2 separate regions of the Mus musculus genome follow, and region 1 is linked to region 2. The links are chromatin contacts, called in public HiChIP or PLAC-seq maps. All regions are on one chromosome and are shown on one strand. The core of a region is the stretch at or near the end of the contact, and the rest is flanking DNA. Distances in the headings are between cores, read along the strand shown. Region 1 holds the start of Mycl (v-myc avian myelocytomatosis viral oncogene lung carcinoma derived). Region 2 overlaps Cap1 (CAP, adenylate cyclase-associated protein 1 (yeast)).

The links. HiChIP or PLAC-seq counts read pairs in DNA pulled down with a chosen protein or histone mark.
Region 1: a contact with region 2 is called in an H3K4me3 HiChIP or PLAC-seq map of bone marrow-derived macrophages, with 2.0 times the contacts expected there. The contact joins the promoter of Mycl here to the enhancer-like site in region 2. A contact is called at or near these places in 9 of 39 promoter capture datasets (the 3T3-L1 cell line, 3T3-L1-derived adipocytes, the C10 cell line and 5 more), 2 of 15 datasets of contacts at CTCF or cohesin (large pre-B cells and pro-B cells), 17 of 484 Hi-C or Micro-C datasets (B cells, CD4 T cells, CD8 T cells and 13 more), 10 of 115 datasets of contacts at active chromatin or transcription factors (CD8 T cells, DN3 thymocytes, the HPC-7 cell line and 7 more) and 3 of 9 other capture datasets (adipose tissue, liver and pancreatic islet).

What each region holds. Positions count from the first base shown.
Region 1 is chr4:122,993,705-122,999,085 of GRCm38.p6, reverse strand. Mycl (v-myc avian myelocytomatosis viral oncogene lung carcinoma derived) reads right to left here and starts at 3,155. Exons shown (of 3, transcript NM_001303121.1): 1 at 2,936-3,155; 2 at 2,068-2,572. The coding sequence starts at 3,016.
Region 2 is chr4:122,865,349-122,870,549 of GRCm38.p6, reverse strand. Cap1 (CAP, adenylate cyclase-associated protein 1 (yeast)) reads left to right here. Exons shown (of 13, transcript NM_001358035.1): 4 at 779-856; 5 at 2,754-2,897; 6 at 2,980-3,065. Among named protein-coding and RNA genes, the nearest start is that of Cap1, 18 kb to the left of the region's middle. Within about 2 kb of position 2,304, at least 53 of the 459 cell types and tissues checked have an H3K27ac peak or open chromatin away from gene starts, as enhancers often do. A contact at or near this core is called in Th17 cells, bone marrow-derived macrophages, double positive thymocytes and 1 more, where this site is marked.

The DNA.
Region 1 (5,381 bases), core at 1,906-4,405, 130 kb before region 2:
CAACATGCCAAGGACTCGAATAGACCAAGTAGTGTCCCTACCATTCCCTAGCTGGAAGGTCTGTGGGATGAAGCCAATCTGATCAGGCAATTAGGGAAAGACCCTCTTGCTCCCCACATCTTGTAGTCCTCAACACAGAAGGCCACCCTTAAAGCAATCTGGCCGGCAACAGAAGAGCTCCGTCCTCCGCCTCTTTTGCATATCAGGAGGCTTGAGCCCCTTTGTCAGGAAGGTTTCCATTGTGTGGACAATCGCATTATTTCTCCATTAATAAAACCTGACCATTCAGCCCCCTGGCCTCAAAGCCTGTGATTGGCTGCCTAAGCTGTGTTTGGAATGCTGTTTTCCCCAGCCCCTAATCCCTATTGGCTGAGCTGTGCCGTCAGTCACCCTCCCCACCCCACCCCCTCATTGTTTGCAATCTGTTGCATTTTGTTCTAGGCCATGTGGCCAGAGAGTGAACCAGGAGCCCACAAACAGGTTCAGGTTAAAGGGCAGGTCAGGAAATGATTCAAGTTTCTGTACATCCCAAACCTTTAATTTTCATTGTTAAATCTCACAGCACAGAAGGCTGTATCTAAGGAAGGTATCATTTAGGACACCATTCTCCTTTGCAGAAAGTAGTATCAGATTCTACAAGATAAGGGATGTCCTCAGCAGGACAACCAAGTTCATTCCTCCTCATTTTCAAAAGGAGAAACGGAGGCCCAGGTCAGCCTCAGTCCCTGTTATTTTTATGATGGTCTGGATTGCTAATAAAGATCTCCAAACTTCCAAAACGGTCTCTCTAACAGCCCTTGCGGAGCTGGCTCTTCTCTAGGTTCTTGATCTCAAGCTTCCTATCTAAGTCATCCGACAAAACATAAATTCCTGTTGCAGGTTAAAAATGACCTTAACACAAATGCATCGAAGAAAAAGAGACTTTTTAATTCTGTTCTCATTTCCCTCCATAGCTGTACAACTTCCACATCCAATTCCCCAGTTCCCTCTCAAAAGCCCATGATTCTTGATTGCTGCAGTGACTTTTCTCTGTCGGAAATGAATGTGCCCAAAGCCTCCTGCTGCACCTGCAATAGCATCCTTTCCCGTGTACTTCTACTGAGTGGGGGGGGGGGGGGGCTCAGAGGCTAGGGGAAGAGCAAGGTGGTCTGAGCTCAGTGAAGACTGCTCTTCATCAGTATGGAGGGAGGCCTGGGGCGCTACGACCATTATCTCAATACCAGAGATGGGACCGAGCAGGAATGTTGAATGTAGAAGAGCAGCCGAAGCCCACAGATGTATTGGGCGGGAGATTGGATACCTTCCTAAGGCCAAATCAACAGGCATCGTGTAGCTCTTCTCAAACAAGCTATGAGGAAGACCCTCTAAACACCAAGAAAGACAGGGAAAGGAGTTGGGAAAAGAAGCGACTAGACAGCAGGAGGCTGGGGCTCACTTGACTGATTTCCTGTCTCTAATCCTCAGTTTTCCCATCTGTTAAGAGGAGCGTTTACTCTCCCTCCACCTGTCTCACTAGTCACTAGTGATGGGAAGTAGTAAGGACTGGGACTGGGGTAAGAGAAGAGAATTAGCAATTTAAAGTGCAGCAGGCGGGAGATGGAGGTTTTCGAGTGGAGGAAGGCTTTTGGTTCTGCTCAAAAGGTATCTCAGTCTTTTCTCCCTTAGGGAAGTGTGAGTTTCCCAGGGAAAGAGGCAGCAACAAAAAAGCTTCAAGCTTGGAGTGACTCTTAAGGGAACCCTTTCAACCTCCCAAGGACAGAAATCCCCTACAGTCCAACCCGAGTATTGTCCTCTCTAAGCGCCAACCCTCACCAAGTCGCCCTGGTCCCCTGGGGCTCCAATCACCATCAGAGGGACGCTGGCTCCCTCCCCACTTCTCCAAACTGTTTACCAACACACCCACGTGCCAGACAGACACAGCTGGGGGCTACACCGACAGCTTCAGTCAGAAAATGGGGAGGTGATGGGAAGGTTTAAGATCTAATGCCTGATTTCAAACAGCGGTAGATAGAGCTCTGGCCACCCAAGGGGTGCCTCCCTCTTAGCTAGCCCCCGGGTGGTCCTTACCAGAATCGCTGGGGCTCTCGGACCCGGAGCAGGCCTGAGTCTTGGGCTCGCCCAGCTGACATTGGGTGGCGGGCGCCGGGTTACTGGCTTCCAGACTAGGAGTGCCGTCCGGGGTAGCGGGCGCTTTGGGCGGGTTCCCCCGGGGCGCGCCTGGGGCCAGCCTGTCGCTCACCACTCTCTCCAGCCGTTCTCGGGCGGAGAAGCCGCTCCACATGCAGTCACGGCGAATGATGGAAGCATAATTCCTGCCCCAGGCTTTCGAATGGCCCCGAGATTCCGCCTCGTCCCCGGCACCCCCTCCAGGCCACGGCTCCCCGGGATTAATCCCAGAGGCTGGGTCCACGGCGCCGGGACCGGAGCCCCAGGGCGGCGACGTGGGGGGCGACGGCACCAGCTCGAATTTCTTCCAGATGTCCTCGCTGGGCGCCGTGGAGCGGTAGAAATCCTCTCCGCAGTCATAGTCGTAGAAATAGTGCTGATACGAGTCGAAGTCCATGTCCGCTCCCTGCGGGAGGGAAGGGGGAGACGAGCTGACTGCGGTGCCCGCCGAGGGAAGAGGCGGCTCCGAGTCCCTCGCTGCAGCTGGCTGCGGGGCTCTGGTCTCTCCCCAGGCCCACCAGCTTGCAGCCCGCGCCCTGGTCCCTGCTCCTGGGAAGCCTGGCCTGGGGTCAGCTCGCTCAGGGCAGCTCGCAACGGGCCGACCAGGCTGAGGGGAGCGAGTTCAAAGCAAACTTTGCCAGCACCGCCCGGAGCTCAGCTCCGGGGGCACAGCAGGGCCGGGCGGGGGCGCGCTGTCTCGAAGGCAGTCTGCAGCCTTGCAGCCCGCCAGTCCCCTGGGGACCCCTGCCCGGGCCACCCGCAGCCTCACCTCGCTCCCGCCGCCCGCCACCTGGAGCGGAGCGGCTCCCCGCCGGCTCGGGGAAGCCCGGCAGCCCGCACACACACACATGCGCGCCACCGAGCGCGCGGCCCCGCACTCACGAGCGCGCCCCCCGTGCGCGCGCCCCCCGCCTCGCTCGCACACGGCAGCCAGGACGCTCCCGGGATCGACGCGGGAGCGCGATCTGCAGGCGCATTGTTTCCCGACTGCTTTATATCTCGTCGCGTGCCCGGGGCTTGGGGACCAGGAGGGGGGGTGGTCCCTAGGAGACAAGCCCCTCCCCCTCCCGCCCCTCTCTCCGCTGGCGACAGGTGGGGCCGGCCCCACCTCCTGGCTGAACTGGTCGTTTCTATTCTATCCCTTGAAGCTCCCTAATAAATTGTACGCTGGGGAGCGCAGAGCAGAAGAGCTGATGCAGCCCCGCAGTCTCCTGGTGGAGGCGTGACTGTTCGAGAGGCTCCCGCGGTCCAAGCGACTTAACTAAAGCGGCGCTCCGCGCCTACTCAGAGCCAAGGACTAGAGCTGCTCCCTGCCCCACCCTGCTAGTCTACTTCCCGGGGCGCGCCCCACCAGGTTCAGGTGCGTCCCACCCATGACAGAGGAGGTGGTGGTGGTGATGGTGGGGCACACACTGCACCTCCACCGCGCCACCTGGTGGCCCTCGGCCCTGAACCCAGGCTTCTTCAACCCATTGCTTCAGTAACCATTAGCCCATTCTTTAGCTCAGTGGCTTAAACCTTGAATAGCAGTGAAGATTCCGAGCTAGAAAGCCTGCAGTATATATAATCCCTCGGAGCCCCAATTTTACTTGTGAAATGAAGGAATGGTAATGACTTCACAGGATCGCCGGGCTGAATTTGTTTACTAAAAAGATAGAGCACCTTAGGAAAGGACATGAGAGAATTCGAACAACAGCAGCTTTATCCCTGGGGAGGGTAGTGAGACCTCTGTCATCCCCCAGGTCATAGCTGACACTTGACCCTTCCTTCACAGCCCTGCCTCCCAGAATTCATCCTCCACACAAAACTCTCCTAACGGCTGTTTTAGAGATAGGAGTGTAGGGGTGTGGAAACTTCATTCAGGCCCCTGTTTTGTGCTTCCTAGCTGTGGGATCAAAGTGTTTGAAGTTTTGCATGACATCCCTGGCCGAGACGATGGAGATATATATATATTTCCTTTGTGTTATCATAAACAGGCTACCTTCTGAGAAAGGAAAAGACTAACTAATTTAGGTCCAAGGAAGGTAACTTAGGATAGCAGCCAATTCATCTAGAATCCTACACCTGGCATCAAGGTCTGGTGTCTGGTTGTCTGCCATCCTTCTCTTCCTCCTACTCTTTTTGTCTAACTACTCAGAACTACAGGCTGTTGCCATCCTAACAGACTGAAGCCAGAAGGATAAACACGTCCCGTTGTTTTGGGCCAGGGAGGTGTGAGATGACCCACGAGTTGGGTGAGAAGACAGGGGGTGTGTGTGACTCTCCATTTTCCATTTGTTGTGTCTAAGGTGTGTGTAGGACATCCTTGAAAGCAGGAATTGGCTCGCTTTGTAGTCCCTGCACCTAGAATGACTTCTGGCAATATTTACGCACTGGCTTCCTGAGTGACCTAGCCAACCAGATTTTATTGAGACGGCCTGTATGCCCTGCTCTGTGCTGTACTGGGAGGCCCAGAAAAGGCTCCTGATTTGGTTGCAGCCTTGGTGCAGAGGGATTAGACTCCCTTTCAGGGTCTTGTTGTCAGGCATGCAGATGTCTGTGGTGGTTGCTGCACTTTCCGGGGTCTTGGTCACAATAACAGAAACCAATGTAAGCAGGAAAATAACTTTTAAGGGAGATATTGTTGCATAGAATTCACAGGAGGCTTGGAATCTATATTTGGAAAATAGGCCTACCTGAGTTGTTCATTTTGTTCTTTTTTTTTTTTTTTTGAAACAGATTCTCACTCTGTTGCCCAGACTGACCTCACTAAGGCCAGGTATGATGGCTCATGCCTGTATTCCCAATACAATCTTCTTCTTCTTCTCCTTCTTCTTCTTCTTTTTAAAGATTTATTTATTATTATATATGAGTACACTGTAGCTGTCTTCAGACACACCAGAAGAGGGTATCAGATCTCATTGCAGATGGTTGTGAGCCACCATGTGGTTGCTGGGATTTGAACTCGGGACCTTTGGAAGAGCAGTCAGTGCTCTTAACCGCTGAGCCATCTCTCCAGCCCCAATACAACCTTCTAATGCTATAATACAAGGGTGTTCCAATTCCCCACTGGAGACCATCTAGACTATTCCCTGATTAAATATTCTAATGTAGTAAGGACACAATGGCATACACCTGTAATTGTAGCTACTTGGGATGCAAACTACAGGAGGATCATTTGAGCACTGGCCAACTTGTTGCAACCCCGTCTCAAGACTAAAATGACGGCAGGGCAG
Region 2 (5,201 bases), core at 1,055-3,554:
GCCATGATGGGTGATGAGAACCAACTCTGAGTCCCGTGGAAGAACAGCTTGTGTTCTTAACTGCTGAGCCCTCTCCAGCCCCCCGAAAAAGTTTTTTAAACATATGTCACTTTTATCTCTGAAAGTACAAGTCTAGCTGCAGTGTGGTAGCTCCTGCCTGTCATTTTAGTCTTGGGAGACTATGGCCTGAGGATGTCACACATTTAAGATCCTGTCTCAAAACATCTAAAAATAAAATAAGGAGCTGGAGAGATGCTCTTGCAGATGTCTTGAGCTCTCTTCCCAGCACCCACTTCAGGTGCTTCATGGCTCCAGTTCAGGGGATCTGACACCCTCTGCTGGCCTAAACTGGCATATGCACAGAGATACTTGAATAAAAATAAAAGTAAATTTAAGCAAATTTTACTTGGGCCTGGGCTACACTTATTACCTCAGTGGTAGAATATTTTTTGTACCATTCAAAAGCCTTGGATTCTATCCCTAGTACCTCAACAAACAAACAACCCCCACCCCCAGCAAAAATCCAAACAGATAGATCCCAAAAGTACTTCATCTGAACTCACTAACTTGCCTTCACCTAAGATGGGCTATCTTCATTTTCAGTTCTGGCTATTTGTCCTTGACAGTTCCAACAGGAACGATAGTGAATGTGATTCTGGTATCAGTCCCTGAACTCTGGAATGCACGAGTCAGACAACATGGAGGGCTTGTGGATGTGTAAGTTTCAGGTTATCCTTAATGTCATGTGTCATGGACAGCAGATTGTTTTTTCCTGCAGGCGGAGATGGTCCACACAGGCCTGAAGTTGGAGCGAGCTCTCCTGGCTACAGCTTCTCAGTGCCAGCAGCCAGCTGGTGTAAGTTTACTAGATAGTTGCGCTTGCTCTGATGCTCAGAAATTTCCAAGAGGCTGTCACAGCGTGCTACAATAACACACAGCAGTGTACAGACATAAAAGCACTCAAGTGCCCCATGGGACTGTGCCTTGGGTAGTTACCAGTCCCCAATGACTTTTTGTTTTCTGTCATTTTGTTCATTACTTTAGTTGCCCCTGGGATGTCGCTGCTTCTGTCAGGCAGCTTTGGTGTTTGACAGGTGGCACAGCTGTGGTGGGGATCCTAAGCCTTTGATACTGGGACTGCCTTCATCCCTTACCCTCCCTTTAGCTTGACTCTTATTTCAACATTTTCTGCTATCTGCTATGGAAAGTTAAGTTAGAGAAATGAGAACTTTCTTAGAAGGAAAGATTATTAACTTGTCTTAGGTTTTCTTGATCACAGAAGATGCTAAAACAAGTCTTCCTGCTAAGGCTGAAATAAATAAAATCCTTGATCCTTGTCATGCCTAAGTCTGTGGAAACAATGCAGATAATTTAAATATCTGTCTTGAGTGACGAGAGTGTTGTATCTCTGTCTTCTCTCCAAGTTCATACTTCCCTAGATGAATAAAATAGCTGAGACACTGTCATATTTTAGACTAAGGTTAGCAAAACCACAGACTATAGGCTGATTTCCTCCAGTGTATGGAAATGAAGTTTTTTGGGGGAACAAATATTCACTGATTAGTACTTTAGAGAAGTTTTCACACTTCTCGTTAGACTGTGCACACAGGACCTGAGAACTGACATGGTTAGGAAACCTAGTTTTGAAGGGAGGATCAAAAAGTGGGAACACAAGGCACATCCATTTTGCTCAGTGGCTTTGAATGGCAGCATCACGGACTGCATTTGAATCACCAGATCTCTACTAAGCAGCTGCTGTGTGGCTCAGGGTGCATTGAGGACAAAGGAGAACTGAGACAAAGCTCTGGCCTTTGAAAAGTTAACAGAAAAACAAGCACTAGGTTTGGTAGTATACCTTTAATCCTAGCATTTGGGAAGTGGAGAGAGAAATCAGGAGGCGTTAAAGTCATCCTCGGCTACATACACAGCAGCCTGGACTGCATGAGAGAGACCCTGTCTTACAGAGAAACAAGGGAAAGGAAGGACATATGTGGGTCTGGGGATAGTTTGCAGTGTTGTATGGTAAGGTATCGAGATGGGTTATATTGACATATGATACAGAAGCTGTGGCAGCTGGGGTAAAAAAGCTGCCACATGAAGCTAAAAGCTAAAAGCTCATGAAGTTATTTAGATAAGTGGAGAAAGAGCATAAGGAACAAAAATAAGCTGTATCTTCTATTGGTGAGTCAGAAAAGAGACAAGTGGTTTGAATGGAGGGAGGGGCTTTTCAAATACAGAATATAGGTTTTAAGCACAAAGTCTCTCTTGAGGACTTGAAACTTTATGCAGAGGAAGGATATGAGCAGTATCTTAGTCATGTGAGTCATGGTGAGTCATGGTGGGGTGGATACAAAGTTTACCTAGGTGTTCATTATAGGCCATAACAAATTCTCCCATTGCCATGCTTTGGGTACATGGTTATAATTTCAACACTTGGGAGCCGAGGCAGGAGTATTCTGGATTCTAGACTACATAGAATATTGTCCCTATAAACTGAAGAGGGGGAATCACTTGCCTTCAGAGTCAACAGTTGGTCTGCATATATAGAAATACTATTATATGCCCCAGTACAGGGGAATACCAGGGCCAAAAAGGGGGAGTGGGTGGGCAGGGGAGTGGGGGTGGGTGGATATGGGGGACTTTTGGTATAGCATTGGAAATGTAAATGAGTTAAATACCTAATAAAAAATGGAAAAAAAAAAAAAAAAAAAAAAAAAGAAATACTAACCATAGTTGTTTCCCATCTCTCCTAGAATAAACTTTCTGATTTGTTGGCACCTATCTCGGAGCAGATCCAAGAAGTTATAACCTTCCGGGAGAAGAACCGAGGCAGCAAGTTTTTTAATCATCTATCTGCTGTCAGTGAAAGCATCCAGGCCTTGGGCTGGGTGGCTCTGGTAAGACGGAGGGGAGGATGTAAGCAGGGAAGGAGGTATGGCTGCAGAGACTATGTGTCACTGGCTGCTTCTTCCTCTACAGGCTGCGAAACCTGGCCCCTTTGTGAAAGAGATGAATGACGCGGCCATGTTTTACACAAATCGTGTCCTCAAGGAGTACAGAGATGTGTGAGTCTAGCCTTTCCCCAGGGGGCAGGACAAATGTAGATGTCACCTCCTGGAGTGACCTCTGTGTTGGTCTTCTCACTTCAAGGCTGTTTCGTGGAAACTTGGTAGATCTCATCTCATAGAAACTGCATTTGCAAGCAGGAAATATTTCTGCTTCCATTTCTTTTTTTTTTTTTTTTTAAAGATTTATTTATTTATTATTATATGTAAGTACACTGTAGCTGTCTTCAGACACACCAGAAGAGGGAGTCAGATCTTGTTACGGATGGTTGTGAGCCACCATGTGGTTGCTGGGATTTGAACTCTGGACCTTCGGAAGAGCAGTCGGGTGCTCTTACCCACTGAGCCATCTCACCAGCCCCTCCATTTTGACTCTGAATGCTAGGTGCTCTTTAGTTTCCCCGCCCAGGTTAAGGGGGTCATGTTAGAGGTAAAATGGATTAATACTTTTGAAGTTTCTTTTAAAAAATTACTGTATTATTATTATTATTATTATTATTATTATGTGTAAGGTTTTTTATTTTTTGGCTTGGGTGTAAATCTATGCACTGTGTCACTCCTCTGGAACTGGAGTTATAGATCTTGTGAGATGCCATGTGAGTGCTAGGAATTGACACAGGGTCCCCCTGAAAGAGCAGCTACTGCTCTTATCTATGTAGCCATCTCTCCAGATTTTTAAGTTGCTTGTTTGTATCAGATTTTGTTCTTCTGTTGCTGTGTCTCAACAGTGCTATGACAAAGGGGTCAGTCGGACTTAATGAAGTAAAGTGCCTTGTATATTCATGTGTTCAGGTAAACTGACAGGCTGCCTAGCCAGGACCTGTATGAAGAAAGGGAGTCTTTGTGTTCTATCCACATAATCATGCTAGTCCTAAATGACTTCTCTATTGCTAATTTTGAATTGGAGTGACTACAGTTACTTAGCTGTATAACTCTCCAGACATCATTAGTCAGCAGACATTTGATGAAGCTGTGTAAGAAATAAGCCTTCATTTGTGTGTAATGTGTCCCACACCACCACACACTTTTAAAAATCCTTCTAGATGCCTGGAATTACTCAGACCCTCTTTGGAATTTACCCTATCATTTATAGCTGAAGAAATTAGGCCTTGGGCTAAGTAATCACAGAACCTTCCAGCTAACGTTTACAAAGAGAAGGATTAGTCTACTTACAATGCAATGTACCTTCTATAACAAATGCTGATTGTTGACCCCCCAATCTCTCTCTTTCTTTTTTTGTTTGTTTATATTTGTTTTTTGAGACAGTGTTTCTCTGTGTGTAGCCCTGGCTGTCCTGGAACTCCATCTGTAGACCAGGCTGGCTTTCAGTCTACCTGCTTCTGTCTCCTGAGTGCTGGGATAAGGCATGTGCCACTATTGCACAGCTGATGGTTTTCTCTTAAAGAAACACTTTTAGTTGGGAGCATATTTTGACACAAGGCACTGGGCTCATGGAGTCCCTCAATCCCATGGCAATGCTTCACTAATCTTGGTTTTACTGTGGCTTCCTACACAAATGTTTTTAACAACTTTGCTGTTAGGTTCTGCTTATGGTGTATTTTGGAAAAACAAAAAATTGGTCCTAACAAAAACATTGATAAACACTGCTGTCAAAAATAAACATGTAATCCAATGTCCATGCTCTGCTGGAGTTTGGTCTAATTAGAGTAAGACGGTAAGATGTTTGTTTGTTTGTTTGCTTGTTTATTTGTTTTGAGGCACGGTCTGTCTTCATAGCCCTGGCTGTCCTGGAACTCCCTCTGTAGATCAGGTTGGGCTGGCCTCGAACTCAGAGATCCACTTCCTCTACCTCCAAGCACTGGAATCAAGGTGTGCACCACCATGGCCAGCTTGGTCTCTTCTTTAAAAAAACATCACTAATGAGATAGAGAGATGGCTAAGCAGTTATGAGCCTCACTGCTTCTATAGAGGACCCTGCTTTGATTCCCAACAGCCACAAGCATCTATAACTCCAGTTCGGGGATCCAACACCCTACCCTGGCCTCCTCAGACATCAGACAAACACATGGCATATAGATATACTTGTAGGCAAAACACCCATACACATAAACTAATTAAAAAGATATTTTTGATGCTAGGGAAGCTGCCACTGAGCAGAGCCTAGGAAATGCCACA